Regions from separate parts of the Zea mays genome. Here all the other regions are linked to region 1. A link is a contact called in public Hi-C data. All regions are on one chromosome and are shown on one strand. The core of a region is the stretch at or near the end of the contact, and the rest is flanking DNA. Distances in the headings are between cores, read along the strand shown. Region 1 holds the start of LOC103646525 (acetyl-coenzyme A synthetase, chloroplastic/glyoxysomal). Region 2 holds the start of LOC100274377 (3-beta hydroxysteroid dehydrogenase/isomerase family protein). Region 3 holds the start of LOC100282590.

Region 1 (3,290 bases), core at 346-2,845:
CAGCAGAACACATTAGACTGCCCAGGCTCTGCACACATTGCGTTCAAACTACATGCAGCTGTTTTTGGCATAAAAGAATGAATGTTTACCTGGCAAACCTTTTCCAGCAGTTCAGAGTAGGTGAGCTTCCCATCCTGACTGGGCTCATTCCCCTCCCAGTACATGGCGATCTTGTCCCCATTCCCTGCCTCCACATTGCGGTCCACTGCATTGTAGCATATGTTGGTCTTTCCCCCCTTAAACCACTGCAAATGCCAAACACCAGTAACCATCCAGATCCTGTATCCTTCCACCATTAGAAACAGTCATTGAAACTAAGGAATAACGTACTTCAATCATGATCGGCCCCTTGGTCACGTCAAGGTTCTCAGCGCAAACATTATCAGGGCTCCACTTCTGCTTCCAGTAGAACTCATCTGCGATTTCTGACCAGAAACCAGCTGGGTCGTCGATCGACTTTTGGTACATATCTCGGTACTGTTTACAATTATTGCAAAACCATGTAAATAAATTACTACCAATCACATCCATCCATCACGATAAGTCGAAAAGTAATCCACACGGATACTGAATGTTCGATTCAGATTATGGACCCTACGAGGTGAGATCCCACAAGCGTATGGACAACAACAGAGGCCAACAGGGCCACCGATCCCCAGTCCTGTCTGCATCATCTGACCCGGTGCCCGCAGTAACGAATCACGACCAGCCGCACATTCGGCGGCGCAAAGGCGCAGGCCGCCGAACGCGCGCCACCCATTTGCGCACGAATGTGGACAAATAGAAACGGAAGGCTGCGCGTGGCAGTAGTACGATCACCTGTTTCGTGGACGAGACGAGCGCCTGGGCGGCGAAGTCGGCGCTGGGGTGGACGAGGATGCCGGGGTCGTCAAGAGCCGGCAGTGGCTCGCCCAGCACGGCCATGCACGTCCTGCCATTCCGCGGCTTGGCGGCGGCCACCGCCGCCAGGCCCAGGTGATCGCTGGCGCCCATGGGAGCCTTCCGGCGCCGCAACAGAGACGAGGAGGCGAGATGGTGGGTCAGCGCGGGCAGTAGTGTCCGGATGATGGGGCGGGCGCACCCGCAGCGGCCGCAGCCGGTGGCGTATATATGCTGTGCCATGGTCTCTCGGCCCTGATGGCCTCTCCTCACCTCACCCTGCCCGCCTGCCGCTCTCGGCCGTGGCCGTGGGCCAATCCTCCTTTTGACTTTTGGTCGCTCGGCCGCCCGCCTTCTGGTGGAAGAGGGTGGAAGAGGCAAATCAAGCGGGCGTAAAAGCGAAGCCGAATTTGCCTTTCTGTTTCTGGTGGAACTGACGCGCGGAGCGCCCTGCTAAACTACTAGCAGTCTAGCACTACTACAGCTGCTATGCTAGGGCTCGCGCGGCCTGACACCTAGAGACCAGCGTCGCCGGCGACGGGAACGGAGATGAAGAGGTCCGCGTCCCCGGTTGCCCCGGTTTATACGTGCGCGACGAGGGTTCGAGGACTCGATCGGCGGACGGGGGTTGTGCTGTGTCTGTGGCTGGCCGGTTGCCCCGGTTTATACGTGCGCGATGAGGGTTCGAGGACTCGATCGGCGGACGGGGGTTGTGCTGTGTCTGTGGCTGGGATTTGGACGGTATTTGACTCGCCTACCTGGCGTGGCGGTGGCGGGCGGGCTCCGCCTGGCGGTTGTTTTTGGTCGCGAGCGCCTGCTCCGGTCGTCACTAGATTTGGCTATATGTGTTCGCGTCTCGAGGCCCCGTGAGCCGTAAGAAATGGTAAAAGAACTCCGCTTCAGTTCTCTGCTGCGGCCTGCCGGTACGACAAACCAATGCCCTGTTTGATCCATTTGACACAACGTCATGTTTAAAGAGTTTCTAAAGTTTAGTTCCAAAATTTTTGAACTTCTTAAGAATCTCTCAAACAGTTTCTAGAAAGTAACTTCTAAATTATCAAGAAATTGAATCCACACAAATTCTTATTTACGGCACAAATTCTTATTTTACGGTGTATAGATTTATTTTTTACTTAAGATCACAACTACGGCTGTGACCGGCCAAAGCTGGCTGGCAGGCTTGTACACCACCGAAGTCAGAACAGAACGTGATGTGTTTGGTTTAAGATCAAATTAGGATGATACGGGGACGACATCGTCCCCTCGATTTTTTTGGACCATGCCGCCACCAACAATTGATTCGGTGTTCACCTCGCTCTCACGTGACTCTCATCCAACCACGCACTATAGAAAATATGGCCGCCCACTTATATCCCTTCTTGTACGTCCAACCAAATATACCTTTAATCGCTTGGGCTTAGAGCCGCTCCGGCTGCTGCTGTCGCTATCCTAAGGCTCAATATACTTTAGAAACAATAGGAAACAACACATCAAGCAAGCCAACCGAACAACGTGTTTCAGAGGCTCCAACATGGAAAGTCGAGTGAGACGGTCGGTGGGCTCCCACTTTCGAGGGGCTTACCCTAGTGATATAGAAATATTTGAGTCAATATACTGTTGATTATCATATATTATTTACAATACTAGAAAATATGGCATCTGTTGAAAGTAACTTCTTAAAACTAAAATAACTAAAATTATTGATTAACTTTTTAAGGTCTACATCTAAAAAAAGTTTAATGGGCTAACAAATTTTATGTATTGAAATTTTTTTGTTAGATGATATTAGTATTGAATTTATTATTGATGATTTTGTGTCTAGAAATGTTAGAGGACAAGGTGATCTGTACAATATGTAATAATTTTACTTCTATTTTTTACCACTCAAGTTGTTTTACGATACATAGAATTATTTTAATTAGCTAATATATAGAATAATAAGAAAATAGTTCTTATGGTATATGGTCCTTCATTTATAATGTTGTTCTAGGTTCCTTAAAACTCAGCCTCCACCTCAGCTAACAGTGACCTCATGCTCGTTACATCTCTAAGACTATTAGGCCCGTGCCGGAAGAAAATGAGGCCCTGTACAAAACTATTGAATAAAAAACTCTTATTGCTAAATTATTTAAAAACAGAACTGTAAGTATTAAAATGTTGTAATGTAGTACATAGAAATAGAGTTTATGAAAAAATACCTATTTAACTCTTTATTGTATGAATTTTACTTGAACAACTTCATTCTCTTAGTGTTCCTTGAAATAAATTCTTCAATGATATGATCATATTCAATCATGTCCAATAATCCACTCTCAAGTGCTATTGTGGCTAAATCTGTAAGTCTTTATTATGTCATTGTAGAACGCAAATAGGACTTTAGAAAAGCTTCGCTCTGTTGATGCAACAGTCAC
Region 2 (3,290 bases), core at 443-2,942, 390 kb after region 1:
TATTACTCTAAATAAGAATCTAATTATTATCATTCTCTATTCAGTCTTATCCCCAATCACTTGATAAAGCTATAATCTGGGAGACAGACCATCAACATTAACACACTAGACACAACAGGTTAGGGGAGTCAAGAAGTTAACTAAAGTGAGGGAGGAAAATCTAATAATCAAGTTCGTATAACAACATATAATACCATAAATGTACCTGGCAGCCAATTGACTTGATCAACCCAGGGATCAGAGTAAGATGGTCTTCCTGACCTGCCCATCAACACACAATTACGTAGAATGTGTAAATTTGTACATAATGCAGGTTTGATACCCAGAGAACTGTATCCACCTCTCATTTTTCATTACCAAACAGAAATATTGAACCAATTTAGTAAAATTAAGGGGCATCTAAAGAAATATATACTATTCTATTAAAAACCTAATGTGGGCACCAGGTGATACCACGGCTTCACACTCCGCGCTGACACTCTAGGCCCACCCACAACACCGCGCAAAAAATAGTGCAGAGCGAGCACTCGAATCCACGCCCCCTTCTCCAGAAATTTAGGGCTAACCACCAGACCACACGTACCTTAGTGTTTAAAAATAAACAATAGTTATATTTGAATAATATCTCAATACCTATTTATATGATAATCCCTCCGTCCCAATATATAAAGTGTAACCACCTCTAGTTCAAAGACCAAGAAATATATTTAATTCTCTCTATACCACTGCATTGATGTACGTATACATAGAGAGAGTACGTCTTATATTGTTGGACAAGAATAAATGTGGTTATGCCTTATATTATGGGACGGGGGGAGTATATAATAAACGTAGCAAAGCACGGGCAACTGGCTAGTCAATAGATGAAGAACCTAAACTAAAAATTGCTTAAAATATGCTGAAAATGGTAAAAGTTGCAACTGCTTCATAGTGAGTTGATTTATATATCACCTATTTGCTTCTACAGGGTATACAGCACAGAAATGTTCTTCACATAGAAGAGCAAAAGAAGTACCTGCTGAAGCTCACAACCTCAATGCCTTTGGATACAGCAGCTCTGCAAATCGCAGAACCAACGAATCCACTTCCTCCTAACACCACAATCTGCAACCGTCGAGAAACAGTTCAGAGTGGTGGGTGAAATCGTCTTAAATAATCTAACATAAACTGAGCTAGAGAACTTCGGCTGCTTGCCTTCTCCGTCTTAACATCAGCGACAATATCTATCGGAGTGGAAGAGTAGTCTTCTCTCACATCCGATGCGGCGAACCTACACTTGGTACGGAGCCTGCGCGATCAAGAGAAACCATGTCACCACGAAATTTTGCAGAAAAGAGGAACGCATGCGCCAGGTGAGAAGGGTCAGCAGGGGCCAGGGGGCCCATAAGATAACCTAGAGAATGGGGCCGCTGGAGCCGTCCGAACCGCCGGCGCCGCTGCTACCGCGGCCACGCATCGGGGAGGCGGAAGGGGTGAATTCGCCAGCGCCGGCGGCCGGACGAGGATCGGCGAGGGGGCCATGGGTTTCTCCGCTCGATGGACCTGGGCTGGCGGAGGTGTGAGCGCGAGGGCGCAACGGCAGCGGCGAGCCGGGAACGGCCGGCAGGTGGTGGTGCAGAGCGTGTCCGCGTGGGCAGTGTGGGGCTGCTTCGCGTTTCCGGTCCGGTGGCGTGGGGTGTGGGGCTGCTGGAACAGAACCGGACGACTGGAGTGAGGCGTCCCGCTAGCCGCTGCCACGTCGCTCAGTTGTTTTCGTGTGGATTTCTGCTCGGGAACAAGTAGGGCCGTTTGGATCACAGGATTTCCGAAGGAACCCCGTATTGTTTGGAACGGAGCCTTCTCATCAAGTTTCCTTACGTTTTTGATGAACCAATGTTCTATGTTTTTTATTCCTCTATTTTAAGTTTTTAACACTGTTACTTCTGTCTCTTTCTTATGTTCTATTCATTTCCTCTTTTGTATTTCTATGTTCCAAACACGGCATAAACAGCGAGCCACAGAAAAATATGACATCTGGTCCCGATCTGATTGGACGGCCAGGAGGTTTGGATGCTGTTTAATTGCAACGAATGGGACTGGACAAAATATGTAATTGTAAATAAAGTAATTATACGTTTATAACTCAAAAGGTCAGAATGTGCATATATATAAAGCAATAGAGGTAGGAGAATGAACTCCATTCGTTATATGTGTATAAGTTCATCTTCATCTATTTGAATATCGACGTAAAAATTAAGAGTTAAAACGACTACTATTTTGGAACGGACGGAGTAGGACGCAAAATGAATATCAGACATCTACAGTTTCAGTATGTTATTCACTCAGCAGATCATGTATACATTCTCTCATTAGTTGAATGAGCAAACCATATTTTTCAATGCAAGAATAGATTCTTAAAAAATAGAATGCATGTAAACATTACATGATATCTACACAACATAAATGTAAACATTAAAAATGGGGCAACGAAGAATCGTGGCTCTGGCCGCCTCTCTTCCTGGTCGACAGACAATACAACAGTCCTTCACAAAGTTCAGTTCGCTTGTAATATGCGAATCCGAAGCTTCCAACACCTTTTCAAAAATGACTGTCATATCAACCTTGGGTACTGTACTCTCTTTTATAATCCCTCTCCATTGAACTATCAGGGCGAAATAGATCCATAGGACTACACCAAGAACTGGACGCCAGCTTCACTTAATCCTTTTCCAGGCTCTGTGAAGAATCTACCTGCCCCCATAACGTCTCTGCGTAAATCTTCTCTTCTTCCTTCTCTTGTTGAGAACAATCAGATAGCTCAACCACCTGCTCATCGTCTTCATCTGGCACATCTTCGTCAGTATCATCTGGCAAATCTACAACATCGTTACCCTGCAGAACACAAGCCTCAGCCACAGCCTCTCGCATGGCTAGCCGAGTGGCTGGCTTATCACTCCCCTTATATCGCGGTGGAGGGACAACAAAGGGCAGGGCGATGTCCTCGATCCTGTGCCTACTTTCACTTGCATGCTTTGACATGCCTGGTGGCAGAGCAATGAGTATGATGCCAAGCTCATAGTTGCAAATGTGTAGCATTGGACTAGAAGGTGCTGATCTGGCTTTGCTAGGATTTGCTTTGGAGGGAGGAGACAGCGGCTGTCCCCATGCAGCCGGACTGAAGTTATGAGACCCACAATAAGTCCAGCCGAATGAATGCTCACCAAAACAAGACTTGAAGCGTCTTTGAGCAACCTGGTATATTGATAAATTTGTCACTATCATAGCTAAATTTCAGTAAAGAACATTGAACA
Region 3 (3,290 bases), core at 313-2,812, 360 kb after region 1:
AATTACATTTGTACCTTCGGCTTGACAGAAGACAAAAGTCCAAGCGTGACACACGAGTGAATACAAGTCAGCGTGAACAGTGCGATGTCACTGTTCATCTATTTATAGGCACATGACGCAACCTGTGTGAAATTACAATCATGCCCTTGACATTTACTATTGACCTAGGGATAATCTATCGAGGACTAGACAACATTTTCCCTTTTAAGTCGGTTCCATTTTCCACTGCTGAGCCAAAGCTTTTCCACGGGTAGCTTCGGCATTGGTTCATCCTTCTCCTGAACCGCGCCCTTCATCTCATGTATAGCTTTATCCCATGTCCGAAGGTTCCTGTACATATATTACACTTGGAAAATATGTTAGTCATGTTTTTGAGGACCTTTGGAAGACGAAGGCCCCCAACAGTGTGCTTCATATATTCCATAGGAGTAATGGGTCCTAAGGGAACCGTGGAAAAATGCACCTAGGACCCTTGCAATGCCAAGGGCGCCATCTACAACCATGATGTCACCCATTGACCTCGGAAAAACCTTGGGACCAAGTGAGAGATCCCTTCTGCACCCCTGCCTCGCTAAGGGCATCAAAACCTACACCACACTACTCTTGGCTACTGGGGCCATAAGTCCCAACATAAAGAGTAGTTATAGGCTAATAATTAGACCATACTTGATTCATGGCTCATTTTAAAATCTCATTCTAGGTCATGAATTTTGCATTGGATTTTGTGCTCGGAATCTCAATCTCACTACGAGGTGATAAACAAATTTGTAGTGGATCTATGCACTAACTTACTTTCCAAAATGGCAAAATCTATGAGGAACCAAACACCTTAGTCCATCTCCAGCAGCGTACTCATCTTATCTTCTACTCCCTCTGTCCAAAAGTCCTCATCGTCTAAGCAAAATAAATTCTTCCAGGAATCCACATCGTTTAAGCTAGGGACCACAATTTGCACCTCATCCCAGACATTCATGGCTCCTCGTTTGCGTTGCTTCATTTGATGCGTCTTTATTGTCCAGTTGCTTCAAATACGTCTCTGTTCCCTACTGTTAACTCCATCCGAAGCATGCATGTTCATGTCACACCCATATTTTCAGTTTCACGGATGATAGATGACACTTTAACGGAAGGTTTTCGCGACGGTACATATGCGTATATTGAAAATACAAAACTACGCTAGATAATTAACTTCACAGCGGCGGCCATGCAGACGGAGGGGCATCCTTGGTCTTAGTGTGGGACGCTTAAACGATGAGGACTTTTGGACGGAGAGAGTATTTCAATCTCTACTATATAAATAGTGTAGTCTATAGTAAAAATATTGTTTTATACAATCATATATACCATCTGTTGATCATAGTCATAGCCTTAAAGAGACAACCACACTCTTTAGACTACATTAATTTGAAATTTCTACCCCGGCCGCACAAAAGGGTGAAGCACAAACAGCAGTGTCATTATCGAGGTGCCTAGTGACTGGTTAGATTTGGTATATCAAATCAGATCACAGGAAACATTCAGATCTCATTTAAGAAAACTAAAACAAAAAACGGAGAAAAATCAGGTGATTGCTTCCTTTCCTCTCTCTCCGTTGCCCACCACCCCCAAGCCCGCGATATATTCGGCGCAGCCCACACCTTCCAGCGAATTTCCGTCACCCATCTCCGCACCGCACCCGCAACGCGTCTCTCTTCCTCTCCTGGTCCTCCTGCCACTCCGCCTCAACTTGCTCGGCTATTCCCGGATTGCGGCTCGGGGTTGGTCATTGGCCGTGAGGTGAGCGTGCGAATCGCTCCTCTCATCCCTTGGCCCGTGTTCTGTAGATGCGTATGTAGTTGTACACGCAACTGCAGCTGCAATCTCACTCGACTTGCGCCGTATGCTGATTGTTGATTCGATGTTCTGTTCTGCTGCGATAGGGCCTTTCAAGAACGGGCGGCGGCGCTTTACCTGACGCAAATTGCGCCGGTCTCCTGCCTTGCTGCGCGCTTGGGGGTTGGGCTCAGGAATGGGGGTAGAGCAGGGGCTGCGTCGCCTGGCTCGATTCCCATCTCTCTGAACTTAGATGGATGCATCTGTACGTCTCTGTGCCTCTGGGTGCTTTTGTCTGTCTGACCGTTCGTCTCATGTGTGTTCCGTTCTCTTGTGTTGTGCTGCTGCGTAGGTAAACACCAAGAAGAAGGTTAGTTTCTGTGGGAACACTGGCCACAGCCGCTGCGGTGAAGTTCATTTAGCTGCTGTGTGCTCAGGTCGTATGCGAAGCAACCCCTTCTCGCTTCAGGTTATTGTGTGCTCTGTCCCCCTACTGATTTTAGAACCGGTGTATCCAATTTTTATGAGAGCTAAGAGGGTAGGTTTGTACAATTCAAGGTGGAGTAGGCTGTCCCTGATGGCGTTTGATTTCTCATATAAAAGTTTGTGGTTCGGGAACAGGCAAATATTACAACCTGTACAAGTCAAACTTGAGTTTTCTTATTTTATTAATGGTGATTGGTACCTAAGATGTAATTTCCGTGCTATTAAATCTAGGTGGAAAAATAGTCAATCGAACGTACTTCTTCCGTCCTAGAAGAACGGCATTCTACTTTGTTTTCATCAATTCATCTCAGATTTAGCAAAGTTTATAAAAAATATAACTTTTATGATTCCAAATTATTAAAGTCAGTTACATCATGAAATATATTTTCATATTATATCTATCTGAAGTAATAGATGTTGATACTATTTGCTGTAAACTTAGTAGAGACCGGTTCAAACCTAAACTTACATTCTTTTAGGTAGTGTTTGGTTGAAGAGGCAAGTATAACGGAGTCGTTCTGTTCTAGTTTTGTTGCTGTTTGGTTACAAAGGAACTAGAACAAAATCGCTCCAATTAGGGAATATTCTCCTCAGATCCGGAACCATTCCGCTCCAAAAAATCAACAGGACGGAGCCGCTCCGTTCCCATCCCGCTCTCACAGTCACGCTCCATTCCGTTCACTCTGCAACCAAACAAAAAACAGAGCCGCTCCGTTCCAAATTACCAAACACAGAACAGAGCGGCTCCGTTCCTAGAATCAGGGATGGAACGGCTCTGTTCTACTTGGCTCTTCAACCAAACACTTAATTAGGGATGAAAGTAGTACCATGTTAGCAGGAAGGAATACTTCATTATTTAGATGACGGGAGTCTAAGTTCTGGCCTCTGCACTGGCTAGGGATGCACACGACCACTAAACTCACAAGCATATAAATAGATGAACACCCGGTTTTGAACCCTGTGAATTGTCATATATATTTATACTGAGAGGA

What was found. A called contact is a pair of places that touch in the nucleus more often than the background predicts.
Region 2: a contact with region 1 is called in a Hi-C map of ear, with 2.4 times the contacts expected there. The contact joins the promoter of LOC100274377 here to the promoter of LOC103646525 in region 1. A contact is called at or near these places in 3 of 25 Hi-C or Micro-C datasets (bundle sheath, ear and tassel).
Region 3: a contact with region 1 is called in a Hi-C map of ear, with 2.4 times the contacts expected there. The contact joins the promoter of LOC100282590 here to the promoter of LOC103646525 in region 1. A contact is called at or near these places in 4 of 25 Hi-C or Micro-C datasets (bundle sheath, ear, endosperm and 1 more).

The regions. Positions count from the first base shown.
Region 1 is chr2:62,317,940-62,321,229 of Zm-B73-REFERENCE-NAM-5.0, forward strand. LOC103646525 (acetyl-coenzyme A synthetase, chloroplastic/glyoxysomal) reads right to left here and starts at 1,596. Exons shown (of 18, transcript XM_008671255.3): 1 at 820-1,596; 2 at 331-477; 3 at 90-245. The coding sequence starts at 1,122.
Region 2 is chr2:62,710,260-62,713,549 of Zm-B73-REFERENCE-NAM-5.0, forward strand. LOC100274377 (3-beta hydroxysteroid dehydrogenase/isomerase family protein) reads right to left here and starts at 1,693. Exons shown (of 7, transcript NM_001148737.1): 1 at 1,394-1,693; 2 at 1,195-1,288; 3 at 1,016-1,104; 4 at 206-261. The coding sequence starts at 1,521. It overlaps LOC100382237, which reads right to left. Exons shown (of 12, transcript NM_001174991.1): 12 at 2,355-3,231. The coding sequence ends at 2,698.
Region 3 is chr2:62,680,671-62,683,960 of Zm-B73-REFERENCE-NAM-5.0, forward strand. LOC100282590 reads left to right here and starts at 1,563. Exons shown (of 6, transcript NM_001412117.1): 1 at 1,563-1,776; 2 at 1,920-2,077; 3 at 2,165-2,281.